Linked DNA regions of Sus scrofa: all the other regions are linked to region 2. The links are chromatin contacts, called in public Hi-C and HiChIP or PLAC-seq maps. All regions are on one chromosome and are shown on one strand. Each heading gives the region's core, a stretch centred on a gene start, on an enhancer-like site or on the middle of the called end of the contact. The rest is flanking DNA. Distances are from core to core; before and after follow the strand shown. Region 1 holds the start of MRPS18C (28S ribosomal protein S18c, mitochondrial). Region 2 holds the start of LIN54 (protein lin-54 homolog). Region 3 holds the start of HNRNPDL (heterogeneous nuclear ribonucleoprotein D-like).

Region 1 (2,700 bases), core at 186-2,685, 300 kb before region 2:
TTCTATGGAGGCAAGATGAATTAAGGCATGACATAAAAGAAAGGTTTTTAATTCATTACACTAACAAGGTTAAATATAAGTTTAAAAAAAAAAGCCTTTAGATTTGAGGCAGAGTGGACTTTGTGTGGTTTCTGGGGCATTGGGGAAAGGGCGTATGTATCCCCACCATACAATCTCTTACCTGTTCTCTTCCTGAAATTTATTTCCTCTCTCTCATGGAGTAGAGACAGATTTTAATGCAAAGGAAAAATGAAAACAGACTCCTTACAGAGAGTAGGTTTTGGCAGAGAAGCACAAAGTAGATTAAAGTGCATAAATGGTAGATTCCAGGGCCCATGTCACAATTTCGCCCTGATTTGGGACCTCGGATATCGAATTTGCTGCGGGGTTACTGTGAAGATGCTTCCTATCAAGTTCTACCCGAAGATCGTAAGCATGTCCCTGCCTCCTTTTGAGAACCCCCCCATCACTGTTGTACTGGACGTCCTCTTCAGTCTTAAAAAACTAGTGACAGGCCATGACAGATTCCCACTTACCTTGGAGAAACCTAAGGCCTAGACACCGGCGTCCATTAGCGAACGGTGTCATCTCCACCGACCCAAGCAGGGCTAAGCCAACGGCTGCAAGTCTACAAAGGAGCCTAGGATGTGGAGACTTTACCTGCATGAGTCCCGGGATCCGTAAGGCAGACAGCAGCATTCACGAAGTCTGTCGACTTTCTCCTCCCCAACCGGCTGCAAAGAGACACCACAGCCGCCATGGCCCCTTGCCCCTCCTCTTCCGTTTTCCAAAGCGCCGGACCAGCCCCTTCCGGTGTGCTTCCCCTGTGGGTCCGAGCACTCGGTTCAAAGGTTCCGCAGGCGAACGCGGAGAACCAAGAGCAGCTGAAGTTTTCGATGCGCCTGCGCAGCATCTTCCCGTTCTCCACTCCCACCCGGACTCCGCGCCGCCCGCTGGGGACGTTAACGATTGGACAAGGAGAGGGCGGGCTCTTATGCTTGTGCCTCCGCTTCCGGTTCCAGAGCCCCGATAATTGGTTGGTGGTCTTTCCCAAAGGTGGATGGAGACGCGAGCCCCGTTTCCACCTGCTGCTACCTTTCCCCTGTTGCTGCACTCACCCTTCTACTGGGGTTTGGCGGCTGGGTCACTGGAGACGACGTTCGGGGAGGGCCCTCAGCCCCTGCCATGGATGATGGCGGTTCCCGTATCCGCCGGCGGGTGTCTGTCCGCAAAAGGAACCGATTTAGCACAGAGAGCGTTTTGGCCGCCCCCACCGCAGCCGAGCTTAAGCCCGGTGATGAGAAGGAAGAGGAGGAAATGGTGGCTGGGAGCCGGCGGCGGAAAACCGTGGACGTGCAGCCAGTCGAGGTACAGCCCCATCACCCCTCAAATTCCTCTGAGTTTCTTGTTCCATTTCCCACCCTTGGGATGAGGAGACACCAGGTCTCCCAGTGCGCATGCTCAATGGAAGAGTAGGCGACCAGCTGCAGGGGGCGTGGATCTTGAAACAAAAATTGGCAGATCCATTCCCAGGTGCAAACGCCAGCTGCCCAATTATCTGCCAGCGTTCAGGTGCTCACCTCGTTTTTGTTATCGATGTTAATCTCACTTGTGAGGTATTGCACTGTTGGCCCGTTTTTTATATATACATGTAAATAAAACATAGACCTCAAGACATACAAGTTGTACGCACAGCAAGTGTGGCATGCTGAAATGCATGTGGCATGACTGAAATGCAAACCTAGCCTTTCAAGTTTATGCCACTTAACCTTTCTCCGCCCCCGTTTCTTCATTTGTAAAATGGGAATGATAGTTTCTATTTAAGAGGATGATTTACATTTTGGTCTGTGATACATATATAACCATGTAACGATGTATCTGAGAGAGCCCTTGGCTGAAATTTTTATTCTTTTTTTTTTTTTAATGGTTGCACGCACGGCATATGGAAGTTCCTGGGCCAGGGACTGAATCAAAGCCGCAGTTGTGACAATGTCAGATCCTTTAACCCAGTGGTCCTGGCTGGGGATGGAACCCATGCCTCCGCAGCACCCAGAGTGCTGCAGTCGGATTGGTAACCCATCTGCGCCATATCAGGAACTCCCGAAACCTTTTTTTTTTTTTTTTTTCTTTGTCTTTTTACTATTTCTCTGGCCGCTCCCACGGCATATGGAGGTTCAAATCAGAGCTAGAGGTCAAATCGGAGCTGTAGCCACAGGCTTATGCCAGAGCCACAGCAACGCGGGATCCGAGCCGAGTCTGCTTACCTACACCACAGCTCACGGCAATGCTGGATCCTTAACCCACTGAGCAAGGCCAGGGATCAAAACCGCAACCTCATGGTTCCTAATCGGATTCGTTAACCACTGAGCCACGATGGGAACTCCTCCGGAAACCTATTCATGAAGCTAGAATTGACCACAGATCTTTTGTTTTCTTTCCAGAATATTGACAGTGAAGAGGACATGTTTGGTGACTATGATAGTTTTGCTGAAAACTCTTTTTTAGCTCAAGTTGATGACCTGGAACAAAAATATATGCAAATTCCAGAACAAGAGGAGCATGCTACAGATCATGCCCCTGAAGATCTTTGTTCAGAAAGCATTAAACACAGCATCCTCAGCAGTAACACTGTAGGCGACTTCACTGGAGTAAAAACAGAGGAGCACACAAAGAACCAGAGTGGGCATGAAGATGTCGCTA
Region 2 (2,700 bases), core at 77-2,576:
GACAAAAAAAAAAAAAAAAAAAAAAAACAAAAAAACCCAAAGGGATGTGGTACATATACACAAGACAAATGGATGGATTCAGAAGGTGTGGTACATTTACACAATGGACTCCTGCTCAGCCATAAAAAAGAACAAAATAATGTCCTTTGCAGCAACATGGGTACAACTAGAGACTCATCCTAAGTGAAGTAAGTCAGAAAGACAAATACCATATAATGTCACTTACACGTGGAATCTAAAATACAGCACAAGTGAACCTATCTATAGAAAAACCTCAAGGATGTGGAGAATAGACTTGTGGTTGCCAAGGGTGAGGGGTGGGAGTGGGATGAACTGGGAGTCTGGAGTTAGTAGATGCAAACTATTGCATTTGGAGTGGATAAGCAATGAGACTCTGCTGTATAGCACTGGGAACTATATCCAGTCACTTGTGATGAAACATGATGGAGGATAATGTGAGAAAAAGAACGTGTATATATATATAAATGTATAACTGGGTCACTTCGCTGTACAGCAGAAATTGACAGGACATTGTAAATCAACTACAATTTTAAAAAAACTAAAACAAAGTGATTGCTGCCTCTGCTACAGCAAGTCTCACTTCCTCCATTGTGTTCCCAGGCTACAGTCACTCACGTTGACCTGCATGTCCTCCCTGCTCCATTAGCAATTACAGACTGTACCACATCATTTTATATTATGCATTCTCTATTGTTTCCTCTGTAGTTTTTGTCTCATACAGAGCAGTTATTATCTGAATCTCTCAGTGCCTGCTTATCCTACTCCAAATTTGGGTTATCTTTTCTCACCTTACAAAAAGAATAGCGGGAAAAAGAAAAGGAAATGGTGATCAAATACAAAGAATTTTGACTGTGTTAGTCTTGGCTGTACACTGCAAACGAAAGTCTCTTTGAAAATAAGTTTAACTCTGCATGGTCTCCCACGGGCTTTTCAGCGACCCCTGCAACATTAGGGCCTAAAAAACGAAAAGATTTGGCATCTGTGATTACTGATCACTCCCCACCCAAGTACATCAAACAGCGGCAAGATGCTGGAAACTGCACCCACAGCAGAGACTTCCTAACAAGGAAAGCGAGACGGTAGCGCGGTCCCTTCCAACCTCCCAACTGCAGGCGCGATCCCGCTCTTCCCCCTCCCAGTCTCAGCCGGATGGAACATTCCGTGCGAAAGCTTGGACCGGGCGCCCACTCCGGGTCACGTGGAGCAGGAGCGTCCTGCCGGCGCCTTGCGGGATGACGCTCGCTCGGGTTGCCAAGGGGCGGGGCAAGGCGCCGCGGAAGGGGCGGGGCGAAGGAAGCCGGCCGGGAGGCGGGGCGGGCGGAGCGGAGGGGCGGGCGGAGAGGGGCGCGCGGGCGGGGAGGGCCCGGCGTATTATGGGATGCGGCGGTGGAATGGCGCTGGGCGCGTGATTTTGAACAAACCCGGGTCTGTGTCTCGGAGGCGCCGCCGCCGCCGCGGCTGCTGGGAGCCCAGGGAGCGCGGCGCGAGGAGGAGGCGGCGGCGCCGCCGGCTTTGGTGAGTGTCAGCCCCCGGGGTGGGGGCTTCTGGGCGGGCCGGCGGGAAAGGGGGCGCTGCGGGTGGAGGCGCGGGCGGAGGGCGCCGGACCGCCCTCTCCGGGAGCCCGGCTAGTGGGTCGTGGCGGAGAGCGGGAACCTGCAGTCTGGGGGCCGCCGCGCCCCATCCCCGGGCCGCAGGGGGCGGGAGGAGCCTCCCGGCTCGGGCCCTTCCCGCCGGCCCTCGGGAGGGCGGCTGTCACCCGGCTGGGCCGCCGCTCCGCCGGCAGCCTGTCCTTCTGGGCGGTCTGGAGGGAGGGCTCCCGTGGCTGTTGACACGCACACGGCGCGGCCCGAGGAGCCGCCGTGTCGGCCCCGGGTTTCTGGGAACCGGTTTTGCTGCTGTGTCATTTCGTAGCAGCCCTTCCTTTCCCTACTGCCCGCCGCCCGGTTCTTCCTACGCCCCTTTGTATGGTGTCTTCGTGTGTGTCCGTTTTCCTCGCGAAGCCCACCAGCCAAATGTCATAATGTTCCCGAGGTGCACGGGGAAGGGAGCGGGCCAGGGCTTAGCCTGGCCAAGCAACGGTAAACACCAAGCAGAGTGCGGATGGATGGGGCTGGCGGAGGGGAAATAAAGTTTAAAGATGAAGAAGCTGGGCAGGCTCGATACTCCTGGCGTCTAGCAGGCTGCATAGAGAAACGACGACTGGGCCGATTGATAGATAGCACTTGTTTAAGCCTGAAGCTGCCGTCTTTTATGTGGAATTGTCATTCAAGCAAGGTAAGGAAGTGAAATGGCTTTTTCAGTTTCTTACTCTCTCTTCTTAAACTAACTTTGAAGAAAGACAGTCGAGTGGCTCTGTTCGAAATCTGTACATTCCGTTTGCTCATTTCAGACAGGTCTTATGCTGTAGTCGAATGGTAGGTATAGAATCCAGCTTTTGGATGGGTGGTTATCAAACCTGAAATCAATAAAGGCAGCTAATTTACGTGTTTTTTTTTTTTTTAATTCTGATCCCGTCAGAAGCTTGCAGCTTAGGTTTTCTTGTTATGTCTTTGATAATTAAAATAATCTGTATTTTCTTTTCGTTATTCATTAAACTGCACAATGGTGGAGCTGATGGGGCTGGGTAGGTAACTCCGGGGTCTTATTCTAAAGCAAGCTGCTTATTTTCACTGTATCAAA
Region 3 (2,700 bases), core at 83-2,582, 470 kb after region 2:
GGAACCATGAGGTTGCGGGTTCGCTCCCTGCCTTTGCTCAGCGGGTTAAGGATCCGGCGTTGCCATGAGCTGTGGTGTAGGTTGCAGAGGCGGCTCGGATCCCGCGTTGCTGTGGCTGTGGTGTAGGCCGGCGGCTACAGCTCCAATTCGACCCCTAGGCCTGGGAACCTCCATATGCCGCAGGAGCGGCCCTAGAAATGGCAAAAAGACAAAAAAAAAAAAAAGCAAAGTTACAGGTTTATGAACTGGGTGTAGACAAGGGTTGGTTACCACTGACATTCTAGGAGGAAGGTATTGGCTAAGAACTTTAGGCTTCCATTTTTGAAGAAAATGAACGGAATCTAGACATGTTTGCTAGCCTAATCCAGCAACGCACAGTGTGCAGTTCGGCCACTAAAAGCAGGAGTGGGAAACGGCAAAGATCAACCATTACTGCTTTAAGATACCTGGGCTACCCGAAAAGTCACACTTCAGTCTAGAAGCGTGGGACTAGAAGCCTCAAGGACAGCTAGACAGCGGCCACCACCTCGCCAGGTTCAACCCGGCACAAGGCGGGCGCACACCTGTCGGGCGACTGGGCGCACACCTGTGGGGGGGCCACACTGCCCTCCTCCGTCCCCTCTTCACCACCATCTCCATCTCTTCCCCAACCACCTGCCTCTAGCGGAAGGCGAGGACCCGGGAAGGTTAAGACAAGGCGGTGAGGCACAGCATCCCTGCAACCCGCCGCAGACTACGTCCTCCCACCCCAGAGCGGGTGCAAAGCCACACCGTCTCTCCCACGCCTCCGGTCTCCAGGGCGAGGTCTGCAACACTTTAAAATACTTCATTGTTTGAAAGCACAAGTAACTTCCCCGCTCCCTTCCGCCCCTCACCTTCACGAAAGCAATCGGGGTTGTGGTACCTTCGATATCTAACAGGATCACAGTGACTTCGGCGGGCACCGAAAGCACGACCATTTCCCTACCGGATGATACCACGGGAATCGGCCTACTGGTGGGGAGGGCGGCGGGCGGCGCCGGCGGCGGCGGCGGCAGCAGCGGGCGAAGCTTCCGACAGTCCCGCAAGGACCCCAGAGCGGGCAACCGCGCCCTGCCGACGCACGAGGCGGAGAGGACCCCTCCGCGGCCAAGGAAGCAGAGAAACCCGCAGGACGGGCGCCCAGAACTCGGGAGCGATCCGGGGCCGGAGGCCGAGACCACGTGGGTAGGGAAAGGGGCGGTCCTCCGGGGCCCCGAGGGGGCGGGGAGAGGCCCTGGCGCCGATGCCGATTGGCCGCTAGAGGGCCTCGCACCCGATCCGTCAAGATGGGCCTCGCGTGGGCGGGAACAAAGAGGCGAACGCGGGAGCCGGGTGCGCGGGCGCGCGCCCTCCGCAGACTGGTAGAGCGAGCGGGAGAGGCCCGGGGCACGTGCAGACGGGAGCCCCGCGAGTGGCGCGCCGGGGATGTGAGTGCCCCTTGCCCTCTACGGCACCTACCCTCCCTCCCCGCCCACTGCCTCCGCGTTTGCGTATTGACAGTAATCCGACCGGGCCCGCGCCCCTCCTCCCATCCTCAGCCAGCAACAGAGGCCGTTTGGGTCCCGGCCAGCCGAGCGGCGTGGGCCTGCGATCGGCCAGGGAGGCCCGCCGCGCCCCCTCGGCCCGCGCGCCCGTGGCGGAGCGGAGAGGCGCCCGTCCTGCGCCGCTGCCCGGAGGGGCCGCCGCGCGCCCGCTCCCTGGTCGGCTGGGTCCAGGCAGCTCGAGGACAACACGCGTGCGCGCGGCGGACGGGCGGGCGCGCTCGCCACCTCGGCTGCGGGCGCCGGGCGCAGTCCGCCTCTTCCCGGAGCAGCGCGCCCACGGGGCTCATTGATAGCAGCGGCAGCCGCAGCAGCAGCTCGGCACTGGGGATCCGAGGGCGGAAAGAGGCGGGGTTGGCGGCTCTTTGCTGGGAGTGGGCTGGACCGGACGCCAGAGACAAAGGCTCTCAAGGCAAGAGGGACTGTGGCCCTGGGACGGCGCTGCTCGGGATTCGTGACCCCAGGACTTCTCGCCCCGTCGTTTTTCTCTTCTGACGCATCCCTCTCCCCAAGCCCGCCTCCCCTCGGCCGCGACCTCACTCCTCCGCGGGAGGGCCGCGATGGAGGTCCCGCCCCGGCTTTCCCAAGTGCCGCCGCCATTGTTCCCCTCCGCTCCCGCTACTTTAGCCTCCCGCAGCCTCTCCCATTGGCGGCCGCGGGCGCCGCGGCAGCTCGCTCCGCTCCTCCCTTCGCTCGCTCCCAGCTCCGCCCGGCAGGGGGCGCGCCGGGCCCAGCGCCACGTCACCGCACAGCAGCCCTCGCGATTGGCCGGCGTGGCGGCTATAAAGGGAGGGCGCAGGCGGCGCCCGGATCTCTTCCGCCGCCATTTTAAATCCAGTTCCATACAACGCTCCGCCGCCGCCGCTGCCGCGACTCGGACTGCGCGCCCGCACCCTCCGGCCGACAACCCCGCCGCCATGGAGGACATGAACGAGTACAGCAACATAGAGGAGTTCGCAGAGGGGTCCAAGATCAACGCGAGCAAAAATCAGCAGGATGACGGGTACCGCACGCGTCTCCCCCCTCCCCCAGCGCCCCGCGCGCGCCCTTCGTCCCGCGGGGGCCGCGCGCTGCTCCCATTCTTGCCCCGAGCCGACGCCCCGCGTGCCCGCTGGGCCGCACTAGCTTGGAGGGAAGA

What was found. Hi-C and Micro-C count contacts between places; a contact is called where the count stands out from the background. HiChIP or PLAC-seq counts read pairs in DNA pulled down with a chosen protein or histone mark.
Region 1: a contact with region 2 is called in an H3K27ac HiChIP or PLAC-seq map of alveolar macrophages. The contact joins the promoter of MRPS18C here to the promoter of LIN54 in region 2. A contact is called at or near these places in 2 of 47 Hi-C or Micro-C datasets (heart right ventricle and skeletal muscle) and 1 of 2 datasets of contacts at active chromatin or transcription factors (alveolar macrophages).
Region 3: a Hi-C map of liver shows a contact between it and region 2, with 5 times the contacts expected there. The contact joins the promoter of HNRNPDL here to the promoter of LIN54 in region 2. A contact is called at or near these places in 4 of 47 Hi-C or Micro-C datasets (fibroblasts, heart right ventricle, liver and 1 more).

What each region holds. Positions count from the first base shown.
Region 1 is chr8:135,025,284-135,027,983 of Sscrofa11.1, forward strand. It overlaps MRPS18C (28S ribosomal protein S18c, mitochondrial), which reads right to left and starts at 1,436. Exons shown (of 7, transcript XM_003129356.5): 1 at 1,119-1,436; 2 at 661-824. The coding sequence starts at 760. HELQ (helicase POLQ-like) reads left to right here and starts at 835. Exons shown (of 17, transcript XM_013989417.2): 1 at 835-1,368; 2 at 2,442-2,700. The coding sequence starts at 1,186.
Region 2 is chr8:135,329,542-135,332,241 of Sscrofa11.1, forward strand. LIN54 (protein lin-54 homolog) reads left to right here and starts at 1,327. Exons shown (of 13, transcript XM_021101867.1): 1 at 1,327-1,536.
Region 3 is chr8:135,801,198-135,803,897 of Sscrofa11.1, forward strand. HNRNPDL (heterogeneous nuclear ribonucleoprotein D-like) reads left to right here and starts at 1,333. Exons shown (of 9, transcript XR_002346906.1): 1 at 1,333-2,565. ENOPH1 (enolase-phosphatase 1) reads right to left here and starts at 1,136. Exons shown (of 6, transcript NM_001243830.1): 1 at 876-1,136. The coding sequence starts at 959.